Linked DNA regions of Sus scrofa: all the other regions are linked to region 2. The links are chromatin contacts, called in public HiChIP or PLAC-seq and promoter capture Hi-C maps. All regions are on one chromosome and are shown on one strand. Each heading gives the region's core, a stretch centred on a gene start, on an enhancer-like site or on the middle of the called end of the contact. The rest is flanking DNA. Distances are from core to core; before and after follow the strand shown.

Region 1 (3,252 bases), core at 289-2,788, 180 kb after region 2:
AAGAATGGAAGAGATAGGGTTCAAGAAACTAGGACACTGGCTCCAGAGCCCTCATTTAAAGAGTCAAAAAAGACACTGTTAAAAAGTATAAATCACTTTAGGAATACAAAGCAGAATTATAATTGGTCCTCACAGAATCCCTGCAAAGTCCTTTCTTCTCCTGTTTGGGCATTCCAAGGGGACACTTGCCTCCCCCAAGTCAGCTGGCAGCCTCTTGAAGGTGGAGCAGCCTCTGCTGCCCCTCACCATGAGTCTTCAGTTATTGCTAACTGCCTTCAGAGGTCTTCTGGCTTGGAGCTGATCCTAAAGCATTATTTTGGATATGGTTCCACACTGTCCTCTGGAGTAGGATACCAGTTTGTATTCAGGATGGGAATTAGGAGCTAGAGGAATAGTCAAGGCACTTACAACCTGGTGGTCAAGAGTGCTTTGGGAGACAGGTACATTCTTTTCTTCTTTTTCTTTTTTGGCCGCTGCTTGGCTTATGGAGTTGCCGGGCGTGGGTTCAGATCTGAGCCACAGTTGCAACCTATGCTGCAGCTGTGGCAATGCTGGATCCTTAGCCCGCTCTGCCTGTGCCAGCTGGGGGATCAAACCTGCATCCCAGGGCTCCAGAGATGCTGCCAACCCCGTTTCGCCGCAGCAGAAACTCCAAGATAGGGTTTTTTGTTTGTTTGTTTGTTTGCTTTTTAGGGCTGTACCCACGGCATATGGAAGTTCTCTGGATAGAAATCGAATCAGAGCAGCAGTGCCAGCCTACACCACAGCCACAGCAATGGCAGATCCGAGCTGAGTCTGTGACCTATACAACAGCTCATGGCAATGTCAGATCCTTAACCCACTGAGCAAGGCCAGAGATTGAACCCACATCCTCATGGATATCAGTCCGGCTCATTACCGCTGAGCCACAATGGGAACTTCCAGGTCATTTTTTTACTTAAGCCGTTACTGCAAGGATTAGGTGAATTGCTTCTCCATCACAGAGCCTCAGTTTCCTCATTTGTACAATAGGAATAAGAGCGCACATCTTCGGGTTGTTGGGGTGATTAATGTGGTAAGTAAAGCCCAGTGTATCTTAAGGGCAGGTCTTCACATTAATAACTTATCAACACTGCTGCTTGTGATTCTTTGGTATGTGGAATCTGCCCATATCTACAGCCTCATCCCTGCCATTCTCCCTGCCCTACTGGATTTTATCTATGCTTGCTTTGAGTCTACCTGGGGTCAGATCAGTCTTTTTAACCTCAGAGGCTTTGCATCTACTGTTCACCCTTTTACGTTTCTTCTCCTGTCTGTCACCCATCAGTGAGGCCTTCCCTGACCACATTATTCCTCCAACATATTCCCCTGTTTTATTGTGTTCATCACTTATCAGAACCTGGTATTATGAATTGATTTGTTTCTTTTTCTCCTCCCATTTGAGTGTTAAGTTCAAGAAGACAAGGATTTTGTCTGTTTTGTCTCTAAGCATCCCCAGCGCCAATAATGGTGTCTGGCATATGTCTGCTTTCAATAGATGCTGATTTGAATGAATGAATGAATGAATGAATGAATGAAGGTGTATACCCGAGCCCATATTCCTACAATCCCTGCTTTTCTGTCGCAGTGGGTGACCAGCCGCGTCAGGCATTGCAGACGATCCCTTGGCTCCCAGGTTGGGGGCGCCCAAGCGCGGAGCCGACAGGCACTTGAGCGACGCTCCCCGAAAGCCAGGGCGGTGGCCGCGCCAGGAGAGGGGCTGTCGCCTTTTGGCGACGTTCCCGGCGGGCCACCGCGCCGCCGCCGGGGCCAAAGAGGGGGTCGGGCGGTGAGCGCGCGCGCTGATCTTTTGCGACGGTGCCCTGCGGCACTGGCCCCGCCCCCTCCCCGCCCCCGAGGCCCGCCCTGCCCCGCCCCCGCCGCTGCGCTCGCTCGGGGCCGCTCAGGCCCCCGCCCGCTTCATGTGGCCGGGCCCGCGGCGGCCGGCGGCGAGGAGCGGCGAGGCGGCGGAGAGCGGCGGCCGGCGAGGCCCGGGAGGTGGTGGCCGAGGCCCAGGAGGCGGCGGCGGCGGCCCAGGAGGCGGCGGACGGGGAGCGGCGGGAGCAGGCCCGGCCCGGCCCTTGAGCGGCCGCCCGGCTGCAGCATGCGCGTCCGCCGGGGGCTGCTGCGGCTGCCGCGCCGCTCGCTGCTCGCCGCTCTCTTCTTCTTTTCGCTCTCGTCCTCGCTGCTCTACTTCGTCTATGTGGCTCCCGGCATAGGTAGGAAGGGGGCCTGGGACCCCGGGGGGGTGTCGCTCTGGCCTCGAGGGGACCCTGGAAACCCCCGCCCCGCCCCAAGGAGACCCCAGCTCTCGGAAGACCCCCGGCTGGAAGGCGACCTCAAGCCTGGCCCTCAGAAGATTACCGGGACCCCCGCCCGACCCTTGGGAGACCCTACGCCTGGACCTCGGGGGACCCCAGAACATTCCCGCTCTCTGCACCCCGACGGGCTCTGGAACCCTCCTCCCCACAACATCCTCCCACCCACCTCCTGCCCTCCTTTAACCCCATCCGGGCGCGAACCCGACTGTGTCTTCACACACACCCTCGTCGTGCCAGGACGCCCTCATTCTCGCTTTGGCCTCCTAGAACCCTCACTTTCCGCTCTTCGGCTCCTGAGCTGCCGCTCCCCCTCCCCGGGGTCTCCTTCAGCCCGGGTTCCCGGCATTCCGCGGACCCCGAACCTCCGCGGCCCGCCTGCCTCTCCTCGCGGAGCCCCTGTGCCCGGGTCTCGAGGCGTCCCACCTTCCCCGTTCCCATCCATCCTTCTCCTCTCTCCTCCCTGGTGACTCTCCCGTTTCCTGCTCTCCTTCCCTACCCTTTTTTCCCTCCACTTTCGCTTGTTACATCCACCTCCAGGTCCTCCTCCTCCTGATGGACAGATCGCTTTCCTTTTAGGGTGGCATTCCCCGGCCTACCCCCCGAGGAGGTCCCCCCCTTCAGTCTGCTAACCCCTGAGTGCCCCACTACTCCTCTCCGTCTACCTCCCCTCGCCCCGCCTACCCCCAAGGGCACACCCTTGTCATCTCCCTTACCTCTATCGTTCCTGAATCCTCACTGCTCCCCCCTCCCCCGCTCAGGTCCTCAGCCAGGTTCTTCCTGATTGCAGACTTGGGGAAGGGGTGCTGTCTGGGTTCTTCCTCTTTTCCCTTTTTTTCGCTTATGCTCTCTCCTAGTCTTGAGGGTAGAAGGTGGCCTTTAAGTATTCTTTGGTGCCAGGTCTGGGGCAGGGTAC
Region 2 (3,075 bases), core at 500-2,999:
TCTTTATAATACCTTCCCACTGCACAATGAGTTTTGACAAGTTTGAGCATTTGTTAGTACTTATTTATCATCAACTTACTAGACTGTGAACTCTGAAGGCAGAATGACCTTGTTTCTTACTATGCCCCCAAATCTGGCACACAGTGGGCATACAAGTATTTTAGCCAGTGGAATATAAGATTGGAAGATGGTTGCTCAGACACTATGGTGGGCACAGGGGACAGAAAGAGACACAAAACAGATAAGGACAGGGCCTTCATGATCCCTAGGTTTTGCTCTGTGCAAAGCAGGAGAAGGAAGCCCCAGGAGAGAAGCAGCGGGGATAATTTAAATGGGGATGGTGAGAAGAGAGGTAACTCAAACTGGGACTTGGAAGTCTGGAAAGGATCTGGGGTAGTGGCGGGGGGGGGGGGGGGTGCAGATGGCGCAAGAAGAGTTCCAGGCTAACTGAACTGCAAGCAGGAACAGCCTGAAGCTAGAAAGAGCTTGGTGTGCTTGAAGAGGCAAAGCCTGGTCAGTGTGGCTGAAGAGCCCTTGCCAGGTGCCGACTGTTCTCTGGGCGGGCAAACGGACACCTGCAGTCCATCTGGGAAGTGTCAGACAAGGTGAACCGGCCCTAAGTGAGCCTCATGTCCTCACCTGCAAAAGAGCTGCCAATCCTCTTCCCCCTCCCCCGCCCCCGCAGGACAGCTGCAAAAATAAGAAGGTCCATAAGGCCCAGTAGGTGTCTATCGTGCCTACTGACCGATAGGAGGACCCTAAGGCCAACAGCAAGGTGATGGCCACCATGAACATTGGGGGAGGCCATTAGAGGAAATCCAGCTCTCAGCAGCAAGACGCAGGTGACCACATTTTCTACAATTCTTTCGACCTGGGTGTTTGCGAGTCTGATGGAGCAAGGCTTAGGTTCAACTCCGGCCAACGTCAAAGCACCTGCCCTAGAACCTGTACTGGACATTTTCACACACATTTCCTTCAGCCGTCATAGGCAGTCTACCAGCAATATGGAGGCTTAACTTCAAATACAATGAAACAAACCTCAGACACTAGTAGGAAGGCTGACAACCTCAATCTGCCAACTGCTGACCTCTTTCGCAGTTAAGCAGACAGGTCAGATCTACATCAAGACTTCCCTTTTGTTCTTTTAGTTAAACGCTTCTCCAACTTCAGCGCCCATTAGAATTTCTTGGCAGAGCTGGACAGATAACCCCATACGTAGAATACTTTAGGAACCTCGTAAAGACTATTCAAGGGAAACTGGCTCTCCAAGGGCCGACTTTCAGCCCGACGTTAACACCGGATAGGGTTCGACTCCACCGTCATGCGTGGGAAGGGGCCTGGCAGGCCGCCTGGAACAGGGCAGGCGCTCGACAGAAGAGCGGAACGGGTGGGAGTCAGCCGGGCCGAAAAGAGCACCCCACCAACTGCCACGGGTCTTCAGGAGCCCCGGGGGCCCCGCGGAGAGGCGCCTCTAGGCCGGTCCTCTCACTCCCGCCCCGAGACGCTCCCTGCGCGGGCCTCGCTCCTCGGTGCCATTATCCTCCCAGTTAGACGCCCCCCGAACCAGACCCCGACTCGCCGCTTACACGTGTCCGCAGGGCACCTGCACCGGCTTCTCGTACACCTCTAGGCACACGGGACACGTGAAGCGGCCCAGGGGGTCGGCCTCCGCCGCGGGCCCTGCCAGCTGCGCACCACCCTCTCGATCCTGCGGTTGGGCCGCCATCTTGCCGCCGCGGAGTGCAGCACCACTGCGACCCTGGCGAGCCGGGGGCGGGGCTAGCAGCCAGCCGGGGAGGGGCGAGGGGGCGGGACGCGAGGGGCGCTGGGGGCGGGGCTTACGGACCGCGCCTGCGGCTGGGGGCGGGGCGTGGGCCGCGCCTCCTGGCTCCTCCGAGGGGAGAGAAGGAAGGAGATGGGAGAGTGTGGAGGCTTTGGCTTTAGCCACTGTTTACCGAATTTAAATCGTTATTATTATACTTCATGTTTGCTTATGGAGTTCCCATTGTGGCGCAGTGGAAACGAATCCACCAGTATCCATGAAGATGCGGGTTTCATCCCAGGCCTTGCTCAGTGGGTGGGGGATGCAGCATTTCCCGAAGCTGTGGTGTAGGTAACAGAGGAGGCTTGGATCCCGCGTCTGCGACCTACGCCACAGCTCAGGGCAGTGCCAAGTCCAGGGATTGAATCTGCATCCTCATGGATCCTAGTCGGGTTCGTTAACCACTGAGCCAGGAAGGGAACTTCCCGTAAAAATTTTTTTTTAATTTGCTTATGCATTATTACTTAATCTTTCTCGTCGAGTTGATCTTTAAACTTCAGCAAGCACGTTGTAAAAGGATATAGCACTCCCCGAGCTACAAAGAGAAAATCAATACCACTTATTCCTACAGGGCACTGTGAAAATACAGCGGAAACAATATAGTCTTATAAATTAATGCTGGATATAGTTGAGCTGAACAGGGAGATTAACTATGATTAGAGAGGTGTTGAAGACAGGCTGTCACCACACTGAAACTTCCTAGTGAAAGCAGAAGTAATCTCTATGGAAAGTTCCCATCGTGGCTTATGAACCAGACTAGTGTCCATAAGGCTGCGGATTCGATCCTGGCCTCACTCAGTGGGTTAAGGATCCAGTGTTGCCGTGAGCTGTGGTGTGGGTTGCAGACACCGCTTGGATAGGGCGTTGTGCCTGTGGTGTAGGCCGGCGCTGTAGCTCAGATTTGACCTCTAGCCTGAGAACTTCCACGTGTTATGGGTGTGGCGCTAAAATGCAAAAAAAAAAAAAAAAAAAAAAAAATCGTTATCTACCTCAGAAGCAAGTTATTTAATATTGTGACACATGCCTCCTGGGGAAGGGGGTTTAGCTCCAGCTCTGTATTACATGGGAAGATGGAGGCTTGAAGCCATAGACTAAACCTCAATCTTGAAAGAAAAGGGTAGGCCTTAGAAGCCAGGTGTTCTGGGAGTTCCCATTGCGGCTCAGCGGAAACGAATCTGGCTACCATTCATGAGGATGCAGGTTTGATCCCTAGCCTTGCTCAGTGGGTTAAAGATCTAGCATTGTTGTGAGCT
Region 3 (3,396 bases), core at 576-3,075, 150 kb before region 2:
AGGAGGAAGAGGACATGCATACCAGAGGTCTTGAAAAGGGCCAGTGTAGCTAGAGAGGGACAGCAAGTCTTAAGAGGTTCAGGCAGGGGAGGGAGGAAGTAAGACACCCAGGGTGCAGATTTTAGGGAGGCACTCATTTGAAGGGTGGTGCAAGCGCAGAGCCTAGATCTGAGAGTGAAAGCCCCTTTAGGTTGGGTGCCCTAAACACCTCACTGGCCCGATCCTAGTCCTGGCCCTAGGTGCCAGGTCTTGTGGGTAGTAGGGTGGATAACATCTTGATTTGCCCTGGCGAGTCCTGGTTCTGCTTGTTGTCTGAGCAAGATTTCAGTCTTGGCCCCCTTTCAGTCTAATGACTCTCCTTGTTGGATAAGTGTTCTGTGGTCCCTCAACTTGCAAAGTCTGTGTTTTATTCTGTGAGAATGGGGAGCCACTGAAAAGTTAAGTTGAAGGATGTTTTGAGCAGACTCAGGCTGCCATAAGGAGAATGGAACATGAGGGCAAGAATGGAGGCTGCTAGGTCATCCAAGTGGGAGAAAGGGGGAGCCTGGAAGAAGTGGATGGAGAAGAGAGATGCTTAGGAGACACTGCTGTCAGAACAGAATGATGAATTGCATGCACTGAGTGAAGGCTTCCAACTTCCTTGTTCCTCTGCACTGAAAGCCCTGGTGTTTTCTCTGCCCATATTTAGCTGTGTTACCTTGAGGCAATCTTTTCACCTCTCTCAGCATCAGTTTCTATATCCATATTAAGGGCTTCTCAGAACATTTAAGATTGAAGAGTTTCTTCTGGATTTAACATTTGCAAAATGTCCCCAGGGCCTTTGCACATGCCATTCCCTCTACCTCCTTCCTATTATTCAGGTCCTTATTGAAGTTTGAAGGAGGCCTTAGAAGGCCCTCCCTGACCACTCCTTCTCTAGTTTACTCTCTATCCTATTATAGTTATGTTCTTTCCCACTTGTTTACTTTCTTCCTGTCTCCAACTAAAATGTAAGCCCATGAGAGCAAGGGCTTGCTTTTTCAGGGATTATAGTCATCCTTAGCACCTAGGACTGCATCTGGCACATAATAGATACTTAGTAAATATTTGTTTGATATAATGAATGAAGGAAGGAACAAGCGAATGGGGAATGCGTTCCTTGACACTTTAATGCCCCCCAAACCATTTTAGCTACCCTTCTATAAGACCCTTCTGGCCTGGGAGCATCCATCCTGGAAGCAAGACACCTGGCCCACATTCAAATTCTGACTGAGGCACTTAACAGCTGAGTTTAGTTAAATCGGTTAACACCTCTTCCCTTCACTCTGCAGTTTAATCCCAGCTTCATTCTTTTATCCCCACCTGGTAGAAATGTGAAGATCCAACTAGATAGGAAAATGCTTAAAGCAAAATAGGCATTTTAAAAAATATATTATAAATTTGCATGTTTACTTTTTTACTTTTATCGATTTACAATACTGTGTTAGCTTTAGGTGCACAGCATAGGGATTCAGGTTTTTGTGGTGTGGTGCTGTTGTTGTTTTGCAAATTATATTCCATTATAGGTTATGACAATACGCGGGTTTTTTTAAGCTTTCTTATCTTTTTCTTTCCCAGTCACGCCTTTCCAAGTCTGATCACCCTTGCCTTTCTCACCAAGCACCTCAATAGCTCCTTCGCACCCAAACCTGAAGGACCTTGCAAGCTGCTGGCCATGGCGCACGCAAATATTTCCTCTCCTAAAGGGCAGAAAAAAAAAAACCTTCCCGGCAACGGGTCCCGCGGTCTGCGGAGCTGGCGTCAGCGGAGGGATTTGCGCATGCGCACACGCATGCGTAGAAAGGCCCCGGGACGGGCGGGGGGTGAAGAAGGGGCCGGCCTTTGAGCGACAGCGACGCAAGATGGCAGCCACCACGGGCTCGGGTGAGCGGGGGCGCCGGGCCCGGCCGGCCGAGGGGGCAGGGGTTCGGGCCGGGGGCGGGGGACCTGCAAAGGCCCTTGCTGCGGGGCTAGGGTCTCTGCGTTGCCTCTGTCTGCTGGGCCCCACGGCGGCGACCCAGGCGGCCTGAGTGGGGAGGAGGAGCAGGCGGTGGCCGGAAGCACGGGCGGGGGCCTGAGGGGCCTGTGGGAGGCGCGGCAAGGCCCAGAGGCTCCCCCGGGCGGTGTGAGGGCCCAGCTGAGAGGAAGGGCCCGGCCCCGCTGCGCTGCTGGGCGGCGAGAGCGGGCGAGGGGTGAGCCCAGAGACACCCCTGAGGAGACTGGAGCTGGCGGCTCTCTGGGGGGAGATCAAGGGGTTCTCTGGAGGACGAGGAGGCTCCCCCAAACGAATGGAAGTCCTTTATTGGGTGCTGAGGGTCTAGGCGGGGGGGAAGCAACCGTGGGATGTCCATTTAGCGGGGACTTCAGAGAAGCCTCTCCGGATGGATGGGGGAAGGAAACAGCATTCTGAGAAGTGATTGAGAGGATCCCCCATTGGTTCAGGGGACGACTCCAGTGTTAGTTTTGGGGATGGGGTTAGCTGAGGAAATTTCTATGTTGATTAGAAAGGGGGTGTCTGGGGTGTCTGCTTTTGGGGAGATTCGGGGTATCTCTACAGGATAAGAGAAGGGGAAAAGGATTTCTCGGATTCCAGCGGGATCTCGTTGGAGCATCAGAAAGTGAAATGACCCCATGGTTACCAGGCCCCTATTTGAGAAGATAGATGTTAGGTTTTTGGATAGCTCCGGGTAGGGCAGTTGGTGGAAGCCTGCGATACTGGGCGAAGAAGAGATGAATTGGGAGCCCTGGAGGTGTCTGGGGTAGGAGTCAACTGAGGGAAGCCCCATGCAGTGGGTGACAGTAAGAAAAGGTCGGGTTTCAGAAATATTTCTTTTAGAAAAGATCTTTATTGAGTGTCACTCCTTTCCACTCTTTTGAATATTGATAACACATGGTTGTTCAGCTCAGCAGTTCTCCATCGACTTGATGGGCATGGGGAGAGGGACAAGTGAAATGGGAACCTTGGGTGACTGGAGAAGAAGGCTGAGAGGCAAGAGAGCATGAGGGGGCTACACTTTGTGTGTGTGTGTGGAGGGGGGGGTCTACCAGGCCCTAGTAGATAAAGGGAAGTAGCATTTATTTTGAAACTGGATTCCCTGCTCTACATTTCTGAGATGTGCCAGAGGATCAAATCCTGAAGGGTCTGTTTCAGAGTTAACACTCCCAGTTGAGCATCAGGGGATGGACTCAAATGGCCTTCTGGAGCAGGCAGGCTGAGGATTGCCTGAGGAAGGTCCCTCAGAGGGGTTGATGATGCAAGAGAGTCTGATTCTGGAAATGCAGGATTTGGGAATGACAGTGTCTCCCTCCCTTTTGGTGAGGATGCTGTCCCCTGAGGTGCCTGGCAGTCAAATTGGCCAGTGAAGTCCTCCCAGATGA

What was found. Promoter capture Hi-C pulls out the DNA fragments that hold promoters and counts their contacts. HiChIP or PLAC-seq counts read pairs in DNA pulled down with a chosen protein or histone mark.
Region 1: a contact with region 2 is called in an H3K27ac HiChIP or PLAC-seq map of alveolar macrophages. The contact joins the promoter of B4GALT5 here to the promoter of RNF114 in region 2. A contact is called at or near these places in 1 of 5 promoter capture datasets (fetal liver), 2 of 47 Hi-C or Micro-C datasets (liver and skeletal muscle) and 1 of 2 datasets of contacts at active chromatin or transcription factors (alveolar macrophages).
Region 3: a promoter capture Hi-C map of fetal liver shows a contact between it and region 2, with 2.9 times the contacts expected there. The contact joins the promoter of UBE2V1 here to the promoter of RNF114 in region 2. A contact is called at or near these places in 1 of 5 promoter capture datasets (fetal liver), 1 of 47 Hi-C or Micro-C datasets (skeletal muscle) and 1 of 2 datasets of contacts at active chromatin or transcription factors (alveolar macrophages).

What each region holds. Positions count from the first base shown.
Region 1 is chr17:51,332,852-51,336,103 of Sscrofa11.1, reverse strand. B4GALT5 (beta-1,4-galactosyltransferase 5) reads left to right here and starts at 1,538. Exons shown (of 9, transcript XR_002340099.1): 1 at 1,538-2,237.
Region 2 is chr17:51,512,320-51,515,394 of Sscrofa11.1, reverse strand. It overlaps RNF114 (ring finger protein 114), which reads right to left and starts at 1,749. Exons shown (of 6, transcript NM_001001869.1): 1 at 1,587-1,749. The coding sequence starts at 1,726.
Region 3 is chr17:51,662,927-51,666,322 of Sscrofa11.1, reverse strand. UBE2V1 (ubiquitin conjugating enzyme E2 V1) reads left to right here and starts at 1,825. Exons shown (of 4, transcript NM_001205094.1): 1 at 1,825-1,902. The coding sequence starts at 1,881.